Regions from separate parts of the Mus musculus genome. Here all the other regions are linked to region 3. A link is a contact called in public HiChIP or PLAC-seq and promoter capture Hi-C data. All regions are on one chromosome and are shown on one strand. The core of a region is the stretch at or near the end of the contact, and the rest is flanking DNA. Distances in the headings are between cores, read along the strand shown.

Evidence for each region. Promoter capture Hi-C pulls out the DNA fragments that hold promoters and counts their contacts. HiChIP or PLAC-seq counts read pairs in DNA pulled down with a chosen protein or histone mark. Capture Hi-C pulls out chosen DNA fragments and counts their contacts.
Region 1: an HNF4G HiChIP or PLAC-seq map of pancreatic cancer cells shows a contact between it and region 3. The contact joins the promoter of Phactr4 here to the promoter of Tmem222 in region 3. A contact is called at or near these places in 1 of 115 datasets of contacts at active chromatin or transcription factors (pancreatic cancer cells) and 1 of 9 other capture datasets (adipose tissue).
Region 2: a promoter capture Hi-C map of fetal liver shows a contact between it and region 3, with 2.9 times the contacts expected there. The contact joins the promoter of Eya3 here to the promoter of Tmem222 in region 3. A contact is called at or near these places in 3 of 39 promoter capture datasets (fetal liver, liver and pre-B cells) and 1 of 115 datasets of contacts at active chromatin or transcription factors (bone marrow-derived macrophages).
Region 4: a promoter capture Hi-C map of pancreatic islet shows a contact between it and region 3. The contact joins the promoter of Dnajc8 here to the promoter of Tmem222 in region 3. A contact is called at or near these places in 1 of 39 promoter capture datasets (pre-B cells) and 2 of 9 other capture datasets (liver and pancreatic islet).
Region 5: an HNF4G HiChIP or PLAC-seq map of pancreatic cancer cells shows a contact between it and region 3. The contact joins the promoter of Xkr8 here to the promoter of Tmem222 in region 3. A contact is called at or near these places in 1 of 39 promoter capture datasets (cranial neural crest), 3 of 115 datasets of contacts at active chromatin or transcription factors (large pre-B cells, pancreatic cancer cells and trophoblast stem cells) and 1 of 9 other capture datasets (embryonic stem cells).
Region 6: a contact with region 3 is called in an HNF4G HiChIP or PLAC-seq map of pancreatic cancer cells. The contact joins the promoter of Ubxn11 here to the promoter of Tmem222 in region 3. A contact is called at or near these places in 3 of 115 datasets of contacts at active chromatin or transcription factors (memory CD8 T cells, microglia and pancreatic cancer cells).

Annotation. Positions count from the first base shown.
Region 1 is chr4:132,421,131-132,424,488 of GRCm38.p6, reverse strand. It overlaps Phactr4 (phosphatase and actin regulator 4), which reads left to right and starts at 2,043. Exons shown (of 13, transcript NM_001161797.1): 1 at 2,043-2,144.
Region 2 is chr4:132,637,496-132,641,099 of GRCm38.p6, reverse strand. Eya3 (EYA transcriptional coactivator and phosphatase 3) reads right to left here and starts at 2,054. Exons shown (of 17, transcript NM_210071.2): 1 at 1,945-2,054.
Region 3 is chr4:133,276,393-133,279,681 of GRCm38.p6, reverse strand. Tmem222 (transmembrane protein 222) reads left to right here and starts at 1,892. Exons shown (of 6, transcript NM_025667.3): 1 at 1,892-2,151. The coding sequence starts at 1,958.
Region 4 is chr4:132,534,164-132,537,352 of GRCm38.p6, reverse strand. It overlaps Dnajc8 (DnaJ heat shock protein family (Hsp40) member C8), which reads right to left and starts at 1,794. Exons shown (of 9, transcript NM_172400.3): 1 at 1,690-1,794. The coding sequence starts at 1,767. Atpif1 (ATPase inhibitory factor 1) reads left to right here and starts at 1,939. Exons shown (of 4, transcript NM_007512.4): 1 at 1,939-2,614.
Region 5 is chr4:132,730,276-132,733,997 of GRCm38.p6, reverse strand. Xkr8 (X-linked Kx blood group related 8) reads left to right here and starts at 1,452. Exons shown (of 3, transcript NM_201368.1): 1 at 1,452-1,825; 2 at 2,926-3,122. The coding sequence starts at 1,533. Smpdl3b (sphingomyelin phosphodiesterase, acid-like 3B) reads left to right here. Exons shown (of 8, transcript NM_133888.2): 8 at 239-1,032. The coding sequence ends at 604.
Region 6 is chr4:134,101,153-134,104,407 of GRCm38.p6, reverse strand. Ubxn11 (UBX domain protein 11) reads right to left here and starts at 1,825. Exons shown (of 15, transcript NM_026257.3): 1 at 1,760-1,825.

The sequences.
Region 1 (3,358 bases), core at 794-3,293, 860 kb after region 3:
TTATTTATTTATTTATTTATTTATTTATTTATACTATGACTTAAACCTTGAACATCTTGTGTGCAAGGCAAGCATCCTACCACTGAGTTACTTCCCTAGTCTCTGGGTTATCTTTTTTTTTTTTTTTTTTTTAAAGATTTATTTATTTCATGTATGTGGGTACACTGTTGCTGTCTTCAGACACACCAGAAGAGGGCATTGGATCCCCATTACAGATGGTTGTGAGTCACCATGTGCTTGCTGAGAATTGAACTCAGGACCTCTGGAAGAGCAGTCGGTGCTCTTAACTGCTGAGCCATCTCTCCAGGTTATCTTTTAACTGAGATAGTTTTGTTGTATATTCCATACTGGTCTTTTGTTGATTATATGCTTTGCAACTATGTTAATCCTGCTCTAGAACTTGTCTTTTCATCTTATTTTATCTATTTTAGAAGGGCAAGCAGAGTTCACTGAGAATTAATGAAAGAGCTCCTTGAAGCTGAAAAGGAACCTGCAAATGACTTGAATTTACCTTTTTGTTCTTTTTTTTTTTAAGATTTATTTATTTATTGTATATGCGTACATTGTAGCTAAACAGATGGTTGTGAGCCATCATGTAGTTGCTGAGATTTGAACTCAGGACCTTTGGAAGAGCAGTCTGCACTCTTAACCGCTGAGCCATCTCACCAGCCTACATTGTTACTTTTTAAATATTTATTTTTTATTAATTCCAGTTGTGTGTAGGTGAGTATTTGCATGCAGTATGTGCACATGAGTGCAAGTGCTCACATAGCCAGAGGTTCACAACCCTTGGAGCTGTAGTTAGAGTTGTGAGCTACCTGATATATAGTGCTGGGAACAGAACTCAGCCCCTTTAAAGAACAGCAAGTTCTTAACCACTGAGCCATCTCTCCAGCCATTATTATTATTGTTGTTGTTGTCATCGTCGTTGTCACTGTTGTTATTATTATATTACCAGACAGCAGCTGGCTGGCCTGCATTGGTTTTTGTTGGGTTTGTTTGTTTTGAGACAGGGTCTCACTATGTAATTCTGGTTGGCTTGGCCTGGAACTTTGTAGATCAAACTGATTTTGAACTCAGCAATAATCCAACCCTTGTCTCCAGAGCATTTAGGAATACTGGTGTGTGACACCACAACTGGGTTGTAATTTATTGCTTTTTTTTTTTTTTTTTTTTTTTGGTTTTTTGAGACAGGGTTTCTCTATATAGCCCTGGCTGTCCTGGAACTCACTTTGTAGACCAGGCTGGCCTCGAACTCAGAAATCCACCTGTCTCTGCCTCCCAAATGCTGGGATTAAAGGCATGCACCACCACTGCCCGGCGTATTGATATTTTTAATGTTATAGATTGCGTATTTGAAAGGTATAAGTTTTTCTATGTTTCCCTCTGTATGTATCGTATGTATACTTTTCCGTCTAAGATGGGTGTAACCCATGGGTTTGGCATTTAAAAAGATCCTCCAGCAGTGGCAAGAAGGGGGTCTGGAGGGTGATATAGCCCTGGAGGTTGGAATGAGTGCCACTTAGAAACAGATGGTGGCTTCTACTAGGTAATCGTTAGTGGGAAAAAAATTTAGTTGGGAGGGGGGGGGTGTAGAATGTCTGCGCTTAATAGGCTGGGTTCTGTACTTTCACAAAACACCGCGGGTAACTTGTTTGTAAGTTTTTTGCACTTAAAACTGGTTATCAATAGTTTGAAACAAACTGGACTTCTTTTGTAGAGCACAACACACACATCCTTTCTTGGGCATCGCCGGGAGAGTCTGTTCCCGAACGTGTCCTCCCAAGTCCCGAGACCTTCCCCTTGCTCAGAACTGGGCAAGGTGCCCAAATCCGTTTATATGCAGTGCACCGGACTCTGGCGGCGCATGCCCAGATCGGCAGAGTAGGGGTCAGGCGCCTCGCAGCGGAGGGCCGGCAGTTCCCGCCATTTTGTCCCGCTCGCCACACCGCTGGCCACTGCAGTGGACTACAAGTCCCGTGAGGCTCCGCGGCGGCACTTCCTACCCTCCTCACTGTCCGGCCCGCTCCCTCCGCCCCCCCTCCCCTGGGGCCGAAGGCTCTGGCTGGAGCCAGGCGGCCAGAGACCAGGTAGGATTTCCGGGAGAAAGTGCTGGGGAACCCGAGGAGGCAGCGGCGACTTGGGTAAGTTCCCCAAACTTGGGAAAGTGAGCACCTCCCGCGCGCGCGCAGCAGCGGCAGGCTCGGCTCGACTAGGGGTCGCGGGCCGAGCCTGGGTGGGGGGTTAACGGCGCCCGCGGCGGTCAGTGCAGCCAGGGCGTGGCGGGCGGTAGCCTCCTCCCTCCTCGGCCCTCCCACAACGGTCCCGCGGCGGTGTCCCCGCCTGTGGCCGGCCGGCGCACACTCGCGCTCTCCGCCCCCCAGCCTCCGCGGGGCCCTTTTGTCTGCGCCGCTTTTCCCCCTTTTGTGGCAGTGCACGGAGTCGCGGTCTCCAGGGGAGCCCGCACGTCCTGCTGGGGACTGCGCCCTGGGGATCTGGTTACTGTAACTGGATCGGGTCAAAGTCCATCTTTCAAAAGTGACCTCCCTCAGACCTCTGCATCCTGGCTGAGCAGAGAAGAGACTTAGGAGTCTGGCATAGTTTCAGTGGAAACCTGGAAGTTATTGTCCAACTTCTTTCTTAAATGTCAGCCTCCGGTAGCTAGGGATCAAAACTCAAGGCGCTAAGGCGCTTTTCTCCTCCAGTGGATGGAGTCTAAGAAAAAGAAGTGAGACTTGGAGCCTCAATCCCGGAAACCGAGAAAGAGTGGAAATTTGCTGCGATACGTGTGGCAGCTGGGATGGAGGGGTTGGGTGATTGTGGAGTGTGTGTGTGTGTGGGGGGGGGGGGGGGGTGCGGCGGCGGCCGCAAAGAACTCAAGCGAATCATTGCCTCGGAAACCTGAAAATTGGAGCAGAGTGATTACCAGGACATCATTCATTGCCTGCAGTCTTCGGCACTTCATTTTCCCACGCTGCTCCTCGACTCTCCAGAATACATCCCTTTCTCTTTTTTTAAACAACAACTCCACAAAGAAAAACTCAGCTCACTGAAAGCACCTGCTTTGTAGAAAAACCTAGATACCCAGTAGATTCTAGAAAGCATTAAAAAAAAAAAGGTTGAAAAAAAAAAGGCGATAAAATATGTATTTACTGGACACCGATGAATTGTGTGGATTTGATCCAGTTTGGTTAGATAGTGGTAACTGTATGTTCCGTCGAAGAACGAATCTTGAGACTTAGCATAGGGGTAAAGCTTTTATAAAGGCCAAGGTAGAGATCCTTTGAAAAATCGATTAGTATTTCAAATTCCTTGAGTGAAGACAGTTGGGACTCCTTTGAGTCAGGAAAGGTGTTTT
Region 2 (3,604 bases), core at 805-3,304, 640 kb after region 3:
TAGGCTATAAAAACCTCACCAGGTTCAGACTGAAAATATGCTTAAAATGCAATCGAGTAGGCCAGGCATGGTAGTGTGTGTCTTTAATCCCAGCACTGCAGAAGCAATGGCAGGCGGATCTCTGTAAATTTGAAGCAAGCCTGGTCTACAAAGTGAGTCTAGGACAGTCAGACAGTCAGAGGTATATAAAGAAACAAAACAAAACAAAAAACCCAACCCTGCCCACCCCAAAACTATCAAACACAGTGGAACAGACCTGTAATCCCAGAGTCTAGAAGGCCAGAGGATCACGAGTTCAATGCCATCTCCAAACTACATAGCAAATCCCAAAAGTTCCAGGTAACAGCCTAGGGTCAAAACACACCACAAAAACAGAGGGAAGGAGAGGAAGACGGTAGTGGAGGGGTGGAAAGGAACATAAAGTTCAGAAATGAAAAAAAGTTGTGCACCAACTATATATGTAAAAAAAGAAATATTCGTCAAACCTCGAGGTAAAGAAGTCAACGGAGCAGCTACGATTACTGGGGTTGTTGCTGGGAAATGAGGAGGTCAGGCTGAACAAAGGCTCCTCTTCCCAGTTTGTGTAGGTGCAGGGGAGGACAGATAAATGTTCATAGGGGCTTCCCTGGCCAGGTTAATCCTGAAAGCCAACCAGAAGGGTCTTTCTCTGTGGCATCTAGGACTAACATGGCCAAGCTCCAAAGTCCTTTGCTAAAAATAGGTGAAGGGAGTGGCCCAATTTTGGAATATGGCAGTCTATGTTCTATTCTCTTATGTGTATATGAGGGAGAACTGTGCCAAGAGGAACCAATAATAAACGCGGTTATTTGTTCTGTACATATTTAATTATTAATACTGAATTTTAGACTGATCACGCACAAAATGACGAAAAGAAAATGATGGTTGCAATGATATGCTACAAACACCCCAAAAACCGGAAGGGAGGAAAAAAAAAGAATTATCCAAATTTGTACCTCTAGATATACCTTAGATCACAAAATTTGAGAAACAGGACATTAACCATTATAAAGTCTAACCCTTTTCACATTATAGATGATTTTAAACCTCCAGAAAATGTAAGATAAGATGTCTTAAATTTTAAAATGCTAAGATCATGATTTCTAAACCATGGTAGCAACACTAGAGAAAAAGAAGTTAAAAAGAACGTTCTAAGAAACAATGTCTGGCTTATAAGGAAAATGATATTACATTGGTGAATCTTGGCAGAAAACAGCAACACCACACCACATCACAGTCGTTTAAAAGTTTAGAAACCCGGAGTCCTCTAACTTTAAATCCATGCAGAGTGAAGAACATCCGCACTTTTGCCTCAGCTGTGCACATCCATTCTCGTGGGACAGAGGACTCAAAACAGACAGGACGAAGACCTGTCAATTCAGGAGATCTCACAAGCCCGCCAGCGAGTCCGCCACCTGTTCGCTGCTGCCCAGAGAGCCCAGCAAACTGAGGCAGTGCGAGGACCTGGGGACGCCTTTGTTGTTCTCTAACTGGGGAAGCGACCTCAAGTCTAACCTCGCGCCTCCAAGCTGGAGCAGTCGGCCAGGATCTGGACTCGGAGGAAGCCCTCTCGCTCTGAAAGGGCAGGCGCAACACTCTTGTCATCTACCAGTCCCTGGAGGGGGGAAGGGTCACAGGCGAGGAGGGCTGGGGGACAGAGCCGAACCCCAACGCTCCGGGTGGAAAAACAGTGGATCGGGAAGAAGTGCTGAGAGAAGGGGGAGGCAGAGACCCGGCGCCTAGGCGAGAAGGGGCGAGGCCAGAGCGACGCCCGGGAAAAGCTCGAGGGCAGACCGGCAGGCAGGGACGAGGGGGACGGTGACGGGACCCCCTACCCAGCACGACCAAGGAGGACCTCTTCAGCCGGGACCCCGAACGCTGCACCCGAGCCACCGCGCTCACACCCTGGCGGCGGCGGGGACTCACCAGACGGCTGCAGACACTGCCCAGCACGACATGGGACGATTACGGACCCACTCTGGAACCAACAGAGTGGCGGAAACCGCGGCGTTAGCGTGACCCGGATGCGCATCCCTAGCCACCGGAAGTAGATGCGGGACCGCCTAACAATCCACACCCCGTTCCGACAGAACCCAGAGGACCAGTCAATCGTCTCGGGGCGGGGCAAGGCTTAGGTCCCGCCCACCTCGCAGACCCAGTTGCGTGATTGACTCCCTGGATCTTACGCACGAGATGACTTTCCGAGGATGCTGGTGCTGCTAAATTGCCGCCGCCTTCGTGAAAAGTACTCCCGCCCTCCCCAAAACAAAGTCAGATCAGGCTGATCTCGAACTGGGGACCCTCCTCCTTCAGCCTAGGGCTTGTGCCTCCATGCCCAGCCACCGCTCTCATCTTTGAAAGTAAGTTCTAAAAAAAAAAAATGTGTGTGATTCCTACCGTAAAGGGACGACGAAGTTGAAAAATGTTGACTGCAATTGGTCGAGTTAGAAAGACTAGGAGAGGAAAAATGGATGGGAACTTTTGAAGACACTTGAAAGGCTAACTCAAAGTGAACATTTCTATCCGAAAATTTAGTTTATACCTAGTATTATATTACACTTGCAGCTGCCTTCATTTTGTGCAAATTGTTTTCAGGAACATTTTGTTGTTTTTGTTTTTGTTTTTGTTTTGGTGTGTGTGGGGGTGGTTTTTTGTTGTTGTTTTTCCAAGAAAAGTTTTTCTCTATGGACCTTGGCCTAGAATTCCCTCTAAAGATCAGACTGGGCTCGAAATCAAGAGATCCACCTTCTTAGCTCAGAAACATTTTTTAATGCTTCATTAATTCTAAAATACAACTCAAGTGTGGACGAGGAATGGAGTTGAAGACAGGCTTTGTATAGTTGTCAGTGTATTCAATTCCATTCATGTTTGAAGGGAAAGACCCTCAAGAAAAAAAGACCCAGGCTGGTGAGATGGCTCAGTGGGTAAGAGCACCGGACCGCTTTTCCGAAGGTCCAAAGTTCAAATCCCAGCAACCACATGGTGGCTCACAACCACCCGTAATGAGATCTGACTCCCTCTTCTGGAGTGTCTGAAGACAGCTACAGTGTACTTACATATAATAAATAAATAAATCTTTAAAAAAAAGAAAAAAAGACCCAGAATTACAAATATTAGATTAACCCACAAAGTTTAAAAAACAAAAACCTAGCTTTTCAATACAAATAAAAATAAAAGATTTTTATTAACTGCTTCTATTTCAACAATTTTCTAAGCAACTACTTTTTGGGGAGCGAGCATCTTAACTGCTCTTTCTCACACATCACACCTACTTAGCACAATCAGTAGATGCTGTCTTCAAAGTCTTTGCAGAATCGGACCATTTTCCACCTGTGTTGGTATGAACCACAGTCAGTATGTAATTCTGAGGGTCCCATTCATGTTTGCTACCCTATACTCAATACAGAAGAGAGCCTCCCGTGAAAGCCTTAATCAGATCGTGTGCTTCTTCCAATGGCTCTGTCTCAGTGTGAACACTAAAATCCTTACATCACCTACAGGACTCAGAAGACTTTACTCTTCGAGTAGAACTCTAACCTACTTTGTCCTACCTTCCTTCCACTTACAACAGACTGGCCTCTGCTGT
Region 3 (3,289 bases), core at 643-3,142:
GTACAAAAAATGCTCAAAGAATTTTGAGTGGACTAGAATTAGCTTCGGCTAGGATACTAGTGAGATGTTTAAAAGATATTTAAAGTCGAGAAACATTTAGAAAACATTCGCTAGGTGCATAGTTCTCAGAGGGTCTGCTCTGCTCTGCAGTAGTAGCAACTGCACTACCTGATGTATGATGTAGTCAAGACCTTTGGATTTTCCACAGTACAGATTTTTTTCTTTTTCTTTTTTTTTTTATTTATTACGTATTTTCCTCAATTACATTTCCAATGCTATCCCAAAAGTCCCCTATACCCTCCCCCCCAGATTTTTTTCTTTTTTAATGCATTTAAGTATCAGGATCGCCGGGTATGGTGGCCCACACCTTTAATCCCAGCACTTGGGAGGCATGGGAGGCAGAGGCAGGGCGAATTTCTGAGTTCGAGGCCAGCCTGGTCTACAGAGTGAGTTCCAGGACAGCCAGGGCTACACAGAAACTCTGTCTCGAAAAACCAACCAACCAACCAAAAACAAAAACAAACAAAAAAAAATTATCAGGACCGCAGGCTTTTGGCAAGTTACTATTAAAGGAGACTCATTTCATGGAAGCAAACCTTCTCAAAAGCATAGCTTTTGCCTTCCCTAAACATTTGTCCACACCTTCTGTTGGCTAATAGTCTTAGGTGATGAGGAATTGAATCTAGCTGTACTAAGCCATAGCTTCTAGCCAGAATGAAGTGCTTAGCCCCTATCTGACAGGTCTGCTTCACCTGCAGAAACAATATGCCTGAGTATGGAAAACAACCCCCACTCTGGTCCCAGTCAAACCATACACACACACACACACACACACAAAGAGGAGCTGTAACATATATATATCTCCTCCAGCCCGCTGTTCCAATAAAACAGTCTCAGTCTCAGCCTGTTGAAACAATCTGTTTGCCTTTCTGCCTCATTTTTCTTACACCTTCCTATAGCCTGGTTCCCTTCTTGTCTTCCAAACCCATCCCACCCACTCCTCACCGCATAACATTCCACTTCCATGTCTCTCTGATTATCCCTCTGAAAAATCAAAAGATTCCAAGACTGGAGCCTGGCCACTTTGTGTTCTTGAGTGTGATCTTAGACAAGTGCTAACTGCCGAGTTTTCTATAAAGCAAAAAAGGACCTGGCTTAGTGATGTACCCTTTTAAATCCCAGCACTTGGGAGGCAGAGTTAAGAGTTCAATGTCAGCCTGGTCTACATAGTGACAGACAGGGCTACATAGTGAGACCCTGTTTCAAAACAAAAACAAACATGTGCCCCAAAACACGAACAATAAAGAGATTTAGATAAGTCTTGGATGATATTCTCTACTGCACATAGTGACCTCAAGTTTCCTGTCTTGGCACTTCTGCATCCGTGCTCTCCCCAGGCCCAAGGCTGCTCCCTCCCATACACACCAAGTGTACGTGTCTCCCATACACACCAAGATTTTAGTTTGACCTCCCTTTTTACACCATCACGTAACAGACTATTATGTAACTCATGCCACAGACTAAAAAGGACAAAGGAAATCTACAAAGACTTGCGTTTGAATCGTTGCTCACTTCATTTCTAAGAGCCTTTGTCTCTGATTTGTTTTCTGGGGGAAACAACTAAATTTGCACGTCTAATCAGTTTATAGACAGTAGTACCAATGAATATCACATGCTTGGCACCTAAGAAGTGATCAATAAAGAGTGCCTGCACCACGTGCCGGCATGCGGAACCGCGGTTGGTTGTGGGTTCCCGGGGCTCGACTGAGAGCTTCCTGAGGTCCACGGAAATGCTCCGCTACAAACACGGGAAAGAGGCTAAACTAGCCGGGCCCAGAAGGACAAGGCTCCAATTCCCCGGGGGAAGATCGACCGAGAGGACACTCCGCCTCCCGGAAGTGATGACACAGGGGCGAGCGGCGGCGCGGTCGGCCTTCCCGAGCGGGACGCGCGCGGGATGGCGGAAGCGGAAGGGAGTTCTCCGCTTCTGTTACAGCCGCCGCCGCCCCCTCCTCGGATGGCGGAAGTAGAAACGCCGACGGGGGCCGAGACGGACATGAAGCAGTACCACGGGTCCGGTGGCGTTGTCATGGACGTGGAGCGGAGCCGCTTCCCCTACTGCGTGGTGTGGACACCCATCCCGGTGCTCACGTGAGTGTCTTCCGATGTCAGCGCGAAGTCGCCGAGGGCCCGAGCATCCTCCGGGGTGCCATGCTAGCTTTTTTTTCCCCAGACTTGCAGCAACCCGTACTCCGGGCCAGGCTAGCCCCCAGTCCCCTAGAGCTCTCGTCACCTATGAGGTGCGCGGTCCCCTTGGATGTGGGGCATAGTTCCGGCCCTGGTTCCCCCAGGTCTAACTGGAGAGGAGGAGAAGTGTAGATCAGCAGCAAAGATCTGGTCATTAGCACGCCCTTAAGCTGCAGGCGTACAGAAAAGACCCTTAATCATTGTCTGAAGAGGCATCGTCATTCATTCCCCGTTGGTTTTTGTTTTTGTTTTTTCACTCATTGAGCAAACGAGCGCGTACTTGTCGTCTGTTATGCACAAGACGTTTCGCCTTTAGAAACAGAACTGAGTGTTTGATCGAAGCCACACTGGTTCGTGGAATGTCAGCATTGGGAGGTCCGTGCTGGCGTTTTTCCCCCTACATCATTTGAGTTACAAAGCAGTCTCAGCGACCTAGGTATCTGCCTCCCAGTGGAAGAATGCAGCTTACAACCCTCCTACCTTAATCCTAACAGTCTGGACAGTTTACAAGCTTTATTTTCTGTAGTAGAAATCCCCTTCCCCCATGGGGAAGCTGAGTTCCTTTGTAACATCGTCTTGGTCCGTTGACTATCCCAGCAAGAAGATATTCAGAAGCCAGTTAGTTCACTGACTATATATAACTCATCTTTCAGCTGTGGCATCCTACCTCTCACCTGAGGAGGTACTCTTTTCTTTCCTTCTATCAAAATCAGCTACCAGGCACGGGGATCCATACTTTTAACCATAGCACTTGGAGGCAGAGGCAAGCAGATGTCTGTGAGTTGGAGGGCAGCCTGAATTATATGGTAGGAGTTCCAGGCCAGCCAGGCATGTATAGTGAGCCCCAATCTCAAACAAACAAACAAACAGAGCCAAGTTGTGTGGAGAAGGAATATTTTTAGTCTCAAATGTTTCTGATCTTCAAATCATTTTAATCTTTCGATTTTGTATTTATTTATTTTATTGGTTTTGACTGAGACATGAGCTTGATATGTAGCCCTGGCTGGTCTGGTATTTATTTCGTAGCCCAACCTGACTTTGA
Region 4 (3,189 bases), core at 545-3,044, 740 kb after region 3:
AAAGGCAAAATGCACACTGAACCATGACCTATGAGCAACATTCAACACCATTATGAAGGACTTACGAGGTGGCTCAGTTGGTGGAGTTCTTGCCTAGCATGCACAAGATCCTGGGTTTGACCCTTGGCAAAAGAAAACGGCTGGGTGTGGTGGCTCATTCCTGTACACGAGCACTTAGGAGGCTGAAGCAGGAGAGTGAGCCCTAGTTCCAAGCAGCCTACACTGCGAAGTGAGTAAAGCCACCTAAGCTTCATTGGGTACTTGTCTTAAAAACAAAAGGACAAGCAGGGTGATGGCGGCAACCATCTTTGACAGACACGGGTGGGTGATCTCTGTGAGTTCAAGGCAAGCCTGGTCTACAAAGCACCAGGACAGCTAGGGTTGTACAGGGAAACTCTTGTCTCAAAAAGCCAAAACTAAATTTAAAAAAATATAATAAAAACACAAGAGGGCTAAATCAGAGTCCGTGCTGATTGTCAATGTTGCACCGGGAAGCACAGGCCTTTCTTCTCTGTTTCCTGCCTGAGGATGTCAACTGCCCTGCCTCCATTTTCCACCAAGATGGACCAAAATTTCTCCAACTGTGAGCAATGCAAAATATGCTAACAATGTGAAGGAAAAAAATATTTCCTAACATAAAAAAAAAATTTTTTTTTTGTTTTTGTTTTTTGAGACAGGGTTTCTCTGTGTAGCCCTGGCTGTCCTGGAACTCATTCTATAGACCAGCCTGGCCCTGAACTCAGAAATCCGCCTGCCTCTGCCTCCCAAGTGCTGAATTAAAGGCATGAACCACCATCGCCCGGCTTACAAGTATTCTTATAAGCACAAGAGATAATGGCTCTGGTCCCAGCACTTTGGAGGCTGAAGCAAGAGGGTCCAACCTGGGCTACCAGAAAGTACTTAATTCGAAAACGACTGCTTTATAATTTTCAAGCTGCTTTTTTATACACGAAACCCTTTAATCGTCGTGAAAACTCTTACAATGTTAACTTGCCAGTGTGGGAACTGATGTCTTGAAATTTCAACAGCAGTTAGGCTAATTGCCTTGCGAGAACGCAATATGTGGGCCTCTGACGCCAGATAGCTAACTTTAACTCAGTTTATTCATTCATTTAATCAACGGATATATGCGAAACATCCACCACGCATTAGGCACTGGCGATGCAAATGTCAACAAGGCTCAGAGCAAGTTCACTCCTGTCCTACCTGACACCAAGAACGTATGCACCCTCTTAAGAGGTTCGTCATGTTAAAGATGGAGGGTTCACATACGCATTCTTGTCCCGATGAACAGTGCTCAGCACTGATAAGACCGCAGAAATCGCCACTCGCACAATTCATGGCAGAGGAGTGGGACAAGGGCCTCCTTCCTGTTTACAAATAAAAGTGGGTGCGCCGCAGCTCGGCCTCCGCCAGCCGGAGACTCCACCGCCAGCAGGCTGCACCGCGCGACCAGCAGCTCGCCGGGCCCCTCTCCGGGTCTGGGTCCACAGGCCCAGCCGCCCCGCCGCGTTCCGGGGACCTCAGTAGCCACAGTGGCGGTCGCGCATGCACTCCGCAGCCGATCCGCAGTCCCCAGGCCAGACGGCGCGGGCCAACGGTCCCAGGAGGCGCCTCGCCGGCCCCAGCCGCGGCGGACGAAGCCGGAGCACGGTCGTCCTAAGGCCACCATCCTTACTCCGGGCTCACCTCACTGTAGAAGGTCATAAATGCCTCCTCTGTGCTGCCTCCGCCACCCGAAGCACCACTCTCTCCCGAAGCCGCCATTTTCCCGGCTAACCACCACGTGACCGTTCTGCGCAAGCGCAGCCTCACGTAACCACCCAAGCCCGCCTTCCCGGACTCCCCGCCCGCCAGCTGAACTTAAAGGGGCCGAGACCTCTTTTTTTTTTTTTTCGGTTTTAGTTTTGGTTTTTCAGAATAAGGATAAAGTTTCATAGTGTTGCCCTGGTTGTCTCCAGTCTCTGACAGAAAGAAATCTGTTGTCTCTGGATATACCTATTATTATTCTGGACATTTCCCATGGATGGAATCTACTTATACAATTCTTATTTAGGTTTTTTTCATGTGACAGTTTTTTGGTTTTTTTGACCCAGGATTTCTCTGTGTAGCCTTGGTTGTCCTGGAATTCTCTCTGTAGACCAGGCTGACCTCAAACTCACAGAGATCTACATGACTCCCTGGAGTGCTGGAACTGGCCTGGGTAACCACCATGTACCAGTTTTTTAAGAGTTTATCCCAGTGGAGCCTATCCTGGTACTCCAGAGGCAGAGGTAGGCAGATCTTCTGAGTTTGGGGCCAGCCTAGTCTCTATAGTAAGTTTCAGGACAGCCAGGCCTGTGAAAAAAAAACTGTCAAAAAAATTTTTTTTTTTTTTACTGCATTTTATGGTGGCATCCAATTCCTCAAAGGTATGTCTATGCTATGATTTGTTGACCTCTTCAGTAGTTCAACATTTGGGGTCTTCTCACCTTTGGACCACTGTGAAATAGTATTATGAAGCTGGACATATGCCTGTAACCCCAACTCTGGGGAGGTGGAGACGGAAAGATGAGAAATTGGCTTCTTCACTGCGAGTTTGAGGCCATCCCGAGTTACAACAGATCTCATTGAGGTAGGGACAAAATCGGAAAATGGGATGGAAGCAATTATGAGCATGCATGTATAAGGATCTGTGCTTGGAGTTTGTTATTTAATTTTTAAAATTATACTTACTTATTAGTGGGGGCACAGTGTCACAATGCACATGGAGAGGTCAGGGAGAACAACTTTCAAGAGTCCGTTCTCTCCTTTCACCATTGGGGCCCAGCACTAGCCCTATGTGTGGGGGGCGGGGGGGGTGCGGGGGGGGAGTGTATGGGGGGGTGTGGGTGTTTATTCGTTTGTTTCTGAAAACAGGATCTTGTTATGAAGCCCTGGCTGGCCCAGAATTCCCTTTGTCGAATAGGCTAGATTAAGCTAGATTAAGCTCTTCCTGTGTGCCTCAGGAGTGCTGGGATTACAGGTTTGTACCACCAGTTCGCTTGATGTTCTTTTCAGTGTCCTTGTAGCCCGTCACCAAGTTATTAGGTCCATTCACCGACACATTGATACAGTTCAAAATTACTAATTCACTACCTACTAAGGCTCTGATGGCTTCACAAAGTAAACTGTGAGAAAGAACTCAGAAGCAAGGATAAAAAAAAATTG
Region 5 (3,722 bases), core at 203-2,702, 550 kb after region 3:
TCAAAATGAAGGGAGGGGGGGCGGGGGGGCACTTCAGATTCAAACCATAACGACCTCTTTAAGGCCTCCATGTCTTCACCAGGAAAATGGGGGTTCAGATGCAGTCACCTCATTGGAACCAAGCTCAGGGTAACAAACAGCGGCTGTTTGATCGATTTAGAGCGCCTGGGGAGAAGTTGGGTTGTGGGCAGAACGAATCAACTGCTCGTTGCTGACATACCCTGCGCCTCTAATCCAGGACTTGGTGACTTACTTCTTGAACCTGAGGCAGGCGAATGTACAAGAGACCCCACGGTGGGAGCAGGAGTACCGCCTGACGGAGGCCTACCAGGTGCCGGATGCCAGCGTCAGCTCCATGCACACGGCGCTGACCCGCATTGCCAGTGAGCCTCACATCCTGCAACGTTATTACGTCTATAACTCGGTCAGCTACAACCATTTGACCTGTGAGGACAGCTGCCGCATCGAGCACGTTTGTGCTATACAACACGTGGCTTTCAACACTTATGCTACCTGCTTGCATGGTCTTGGTGCCAAGCTGGTGCCTGGTTTCCTGCTCATACTGACTCTGCTGCCAAGCCTGCACGTACTGGAGGTGTTATGACTGTAGGCACTGCCAGCCCACCCACTGACTTGGTTCATCTTTCTCCTGGTAAAATTGGGCAACGTTACCCAATGGAGAGAGATGAACTTTTGCCATCAGTCTCCCCCCGCGGAGAGTAAAGTGGGATGGGACACCTGGATTCACCAGAGAGGGCGCTAAGAAGCACAATTTCTTCCAAGTTTCATGTTTTATCCACAAAACTTGTTTGCGGTACATGTCTTGGTGCATTATTCGCTTTAATACAAACATATCAAACCACCATGAACTTGATCACCACAGTGAAGTGAGCCGACGGGAAGATGGGCCTTGGAGATTCTGTGCTTTCGATGTAGTCCCTGCTCAAGGTCTGAACTGGGAACGTACGTGGTGTGCAAAACCCCTTAGTACTTTTAAATAAAAGACTTTTTTGATTTGGTTTTGCAACAGTGCAACCGTGAGGGATCACAGCTGCGGCCGGTAACTCTAAGGCTCTAGTCTTTCTTAATAGCCACTCTTGTTTCCTTGAGACTCAAAAGCAGAATTCAAGCCGGGGGTGGTGGAATCCCAGCACTTGGGAGGCAGAGGCAGGCGGATTTCTGAGTTCGAGGCCAGCCTGGTCTACAGAGTGAGTTTCAGGACAGCCAGGGCTATTCAGAGAAACCCTGTCTCGCAAAACAAAAACAAAAAACAAACAAAAAAGAAAAACAAAACAAAAAGCAGAATCCAAACCAGTAGAGGCCTAGCTCTGCACAGGGCAGGCTGGGGGCGGGGTCTGGGCGGTGGGGCCAGTGTAGGGGCGGGGCCGCGGGCTCGCTCCACCCCGGACGGGGCGAGATGGGGAAGTTCCGCCCAGCAGCCCAGCCTCCCGGACGACTGCCCCGCCCCCTTCCTGCCGGACTAGCGGGGCGGGAGGGCAGGTCCGCGGTTGTGTGGTTGCTTGGAGAGGATCATGCCTCTGTCCGTGCACCACCATGTGGCCTTAGACGTGGTCGTAGGCCTGGTGAGTATCTTGTCTTTCCTGCTGGATCTGGTCGCTGACCTGTGGGCCGTTGTCCAGTACGTGCTCCTTGGCCGTTATCTGTGGGCCGCGCTGGTACTGGTCCTGCTGGGCCAAGCTTCGGTGCTGCTGCAGCTCTTCAGCTGGCTCTGGCTGACAGCTGATCCCACCGAGCTGCACCATTCGCAGCTCTCGCGTCCTTTCCTGGCTCTGCTGCACCTGCTGCAGCTCGGCTACCTGTATAGGTGAGTGCCCGGCCCTTTGAAAAAGTGGGTTGACAGCCATCAGAACCAGTTCAGTCTTCTTTCCTTGGGCGGAGATGAAAACACAGGGCCAGGAACAGAGGAAGGGAACATCAGGGTCTTGGAGTCAGAGATGCCCCTCACCTTTCTTGTTCATTTCTGTCTTCTGCGAACGTTTGCTTCCCCGTCAAGGACTGAAGAGGGTCCGGCTTGACTCATCCGTGTCCCCGGAGTCAGCCAGGAGTAGACATAGACTGGTTCTTGGAAAATATATGTGGATGGTGTGTGCTTTTCTCAACTGGGAAGGACCCAGGGTCAGTCTAAAGTGAGGACAGTGAGACAGACAATCCCTGGCGCAAGTGCTGGCCTGAGAACTTTTTCTTCCCCGCCTCTCCCCCGCCCCCAAACTGTGACTAGTCCCTTGGGTTGTTAGATAGGAGAAAGCGAAATCAAGGGCTCAGAATCTTGTGATGAAGGCAGGGCTTCATGGTGTGGGTGAGGCTGGGCTAGGGTGGCCGGATCCGGAATCTTGTGGAAGTCTCAGATCTTGGGAAAGCTGTATATAGTCTCCAGCTTGCGGGGAGGGACCTCTTGAATGTTTGCATTTTGCCTGAACAATTGTATCATCTTGAGTACAGCTCAGATGACTGCGAAGGAGAGTTATTACAGGCAGGCCCCAAGAGAAGAAGGTGTTGGATCCCTTGGAGTTACAGGCGAGGCACCTCATGTGGTGCTGGGAGCCAAACTCTGGTCCTCCACAAGAGCAGTGGATGCGATTAACAGCTAAGCCCTCTCTCAGGCCCCTCCTGTTTACTTCTTAATTCCATCTCCCATCTCTGAAATGGGGCTCTTGTGAGTAGGTAGGACAGGGTTGTGATGCGCCTGGGATCGTACCTGACCAGCAAGAGTAGAAGTTGAGTTTGCCCCACTTTACGGACGAGGAAGCAAGTTCCATGAGGTTAGTTAGGTGGCTTGCTCCAGGTTCCGTAGCTTTTAAGTGACAAGCTAGGATTGAAGTCTGCCTCTGTGCACTCAGCTGTAGGAGATGGACGACGTCACAGAAGGTTGACCTGGCCCTCCGGGCACCTGTGTGTCCTGCCTAGGTGTTTGCACGGAATGCATCAAGGGCTGTCCATGTGCTACCAGGAGATGCCATCCGAGTGTGACCTGGCCTACGCAGACTTTCTCTCCCTGGACATCAGCATGCTGAAGCTTTTCGAGAGCTTCCTGGAGGCGACGCCACAGCTCACACTGGTGCTGGCAATTGTATTGCAGAATGGCCAGGCGGAATACTACCAGTGTGAGTGCTGGGCCCAGGGCTGTCACTTTTGCCGACTCTTCTCTCCTCTGCAGGTGTTCTCACTCTTAGGGGGAAAAAAAAAAAAAAAAGAGGGTGCCTGAGTGATAGGCAGCTGGTCTGGATTCAAGCTGCATGAGCTTGGAACAGTGACTCAAACCATCATTCGTTGGTTCTCATCCGAGCACTGGGCGGAATAAATGTGTCTATCCTTGGGAGTTAGGGGAAGATGAAATGTGGGGAATTGCATGCATATAAAGTACAGGGTCTTGTGTGCATGTGTATATGTACAAGTTTGTGTGCATTTTCAGGTACATGCAGAAACCAGAGGTCAGTGTCAGGTGTATTTCTCAATTGCTTTCCATTTCTTATTTTATTTATTAAGGAGGAATTTTCTTTTTTCTTTTCTTTTCTTTTCTTTTCTTTTCTTTTCTTTTCTTTTTTCTTTTCTTTTCTTTCTTTCTTTCTTTGTTTGTTTCTCTTTCTCTCTTTCTTTCTTTCTTTTTTATTTTTTGAGACAGGGTTTCTTTGTATAGCTCTGGCTGTCCTGGAACTCACTCTGTAGCCCAGGCTGGCCTCAAACTCAGAAATCTGCCTGCCTCT
Region 6 (3,255 bases), core at 576-3,075, 820 kb before region 3:
TTACACTGCCCGTCCTGTGAGCCCTGGGCCCTGTGGATAAGACCTAGCTAGTGCCTTCAGTCTGGGGATTTCTCCTGGGCACCACTGTGCCTTCTCGCTCCCCTGGGCCAGAGATATTTTCTTGTTGCTGTTTTGGCACTGGGGGCTGAGAGGATCTACCGCTGAGCAAGACACTCGGTCCCTTTAAATTTGTTTATTGACTTTGAAGATTTATTTATTTTATATATGAGAGTACACTGTCACTGTCTTCAGACACACCAGAAGAGGGCATCGGATCCCATTACAGATAGTTGTGAGCCACCACGTGGTTGCTGGGAAATGAACTCAGGATCTCTGGAAGAGCAGTCGGTGCTCTTAACTGGTGAGCCATCGCTCCAGCCCCTTAAATTTATTTTTAGTTTTTCTTTTCTTTTTTTTTTAAAGATTTATTTATTTATTATATGTAAGTACACTGTAGCTGTCTTCAGACACTCCAGAAGAGGGAGTCAGATCTCGTATGGATGGTTGTAAGCCACCATGTGGTTGCTGGGATTTGAACTCCTGACCTTCGGAAGAGCAGTCGGGTGCTCTTACCCACTGAGCCATCTCACCAGCCCAAAATGTGTAGCCCAGGCTGGCCTCAACCAGCGAGACAGGGTTTCTCTGTATAGCCCTGGCTGCCCTGGAACTCACTCTGTAGACCAGGCTGGCCTGGAACTCAGAAATCCGCCTGCCTCTGCCTCCCAAGTGCTGGGATTAAAGGCGTGCGCGACCATGCCCAGCTTGAAATAAAGTCTTAAGCTTGAAAATGGCTCAGAGGTTAAGAGCAATTGCTGCTCTTGAAGAACCTCGGTTTGGTTCCCAGTAACTGCATCGCAGCTCAGAACAGAACCTCTTGTAACTCCAGTTCCAGGGACGGTGATGCCTTCCTCTGGCCTCCTTTGACACCAGACATGCATGTGGTACACATACACACATGCAGACACATATATGTATGAAATGATAATAATAAATATATAATATATATAAAGGTCTTTGCCCCCACTGGCCTTGAACTGGCTCTAAAGTCCAGGCTGACTTTGAACATGTGCTCCGCCTGTTTCAGCCTCCTGAGTAGCTTTACACGTCTGCAGACCACCAGGCCCAGCTTCTATTTTGTTTAGTTATTTGTTTTTTGTTTTTGAGACAAGAGTCTCACTCTGTTAAACCAGGCTGGCCTCAAACTTTGCTGGGATTAAAGGTGTGAGCCACCACTCCTGGCTTTGTTTTATTTTACTTTTTTTAATTTAAGGTAAAGTTTCGCTGATTTACCCTGGTTGGCCTGGGACTCGCAATGTAGCCAGATAGGCTTCGTACTCCAGTCCTCTCTCCTCGGCCCCTACATAGAGTGCAGGCCTATGTCACAACCCATTAAGTCTGTAAAGATACGGTTGTCGCCTCCGGTGAGGGTTACAAACGTGTCCTTTGTTTCTTCATCTGAAGGACCAAACTGAGTGCTGCCCTAGGCAGTTATCACTCGACACACCAGGCGACAGCCTGATAGCTGCGCGACATCCTCCTAATCCTTTGCTGGGCACGTTGGCACTAAGAAGGTTAGTGCGCCCAAAGCCCGCCCCAGGATTCCGCCGCCTGTCCCGCCTCCACGCGCGGACACGGTGAGTATGGTCCCCACTTCCCTCCTGAGCCAAGTCATGCATGTCGCCGACCCTCGGAGTCAGGACGAGGGCCGCGGCCTGCGGGAAGACTTAGCGGGGCAGAAAGGCCCGGAGATGGCACTCACCACGGGGCCAGCGAGCCGTCCCGCGGCGCCGCCATCTTGTTGTCTCGGGGTTTCCCAGGCGACCAGGACCCGAGCACTTCTCATTGGCTAATTCCGAGAGGCTCTCTAACGAACCAGAGGGCAGTGAAGACGGGCATAGGGTTGCACGTGAGACTTCAAATCCCAGAATGCACCGCTCTAAGAGGTCAGAGGGCGTTCTTGAGGCCGGGTCTTGAGTTCAAGAGATTGGTCCCTAGAAGCCTCTAGACCTGAAGATGTTGAACCCGACGTTGTCAATATTGTGCTATTTGATCTTGAAGAAATCATGTTTCCTTTGTTTTCCCACCTGATCATGCAAAGATGAATGGAAATGATGCAGGTGACTTAATAAATATTTAAATCTCATTTCCCCCCTCTAATTTATGGACTAGATGATGCACTGCAGGAAAGTTCTAATTCTAGTTCCTAAGTAGAATAATTGGGTGACCCTTCACTTCCAGTATGACGAGTAATTTCCCCTCCCTCAGCCTCATAGCTAGATGGCTCAACGGGTACTAAGTCTTGGTCTTACTACCAAGCTGAAGACCAAGTTCGATCAGGTCACACATGGCAGGAGAAAACGGCTCCTGGATCTGTCTTCCGATTTCTGCAGGAGCACTGTCCAGATGCAACACGAAATAAGTGACCAAATAGATATTAACTGAAAACTAAAATTATCCTAATAGCACCAAAGTACTAGAGATACTTTAGTTAGGACTGCACTGGGTCCTCACCTGTACAGACAGGGTAACTTTGAGCACATTCACATCTCCTTTTCTTCGCTTGTAAAATGAAAATACGGCCTACCTGACAAGGTTGCTGGGATTGGCCATTAGGAGGGTAATGCAAAGTACTTATCAAACACCTCTATAGATGTTTTCAAAATATTTCTTGCCAGGTGGTGGTGGCACTTGTCTCTAATCCCAGCAGGAGACAGAGGCAAGAGGATCTCTGAATTCGAAGCCAGCCTGGTCTACAGAGTGAGCCCCAGGACAGCCAAGGCTACAGAAAGAAACCCTGTTTAGAAAAACAAAACCAGGTCAGGTGTGGTGGCTCCCGCCTTTAATCCCAGCACTTGGGAGGCAGAGGCAGGCAGATTTCTGAGTTTGAGGCCAGCCTGGTCTACAGAGTGAGTTCCAGGCCAGCCAGGGATACACAGAGAAACCCTGTCTTAAAAAAAACACAAAGAAAAAGAAAAACATAGAGCCGGGCATGGTGGCACATGCCTTTAATCCCAGCACTTGGGAGGCAGAGGCAGGTGGATTTCTGAGTTCGAGGCCAGCCTGGTCTACAGAGTGAGTTCCAGGCCAGCCAGGGATACACAGAGAAACCCTGTCTTTAAAAAAACACAAAGAAAAAGAAAAACATAGAGCCGGGCATGGTGGCACATGCCTTTAATCCCAGCACTTGGGAGGCAGAGGCAGGTGGATTTCTGAGTTCGAGGCCAGCCTGGTCTACAGAGTGAGTTCCAGGGCAGC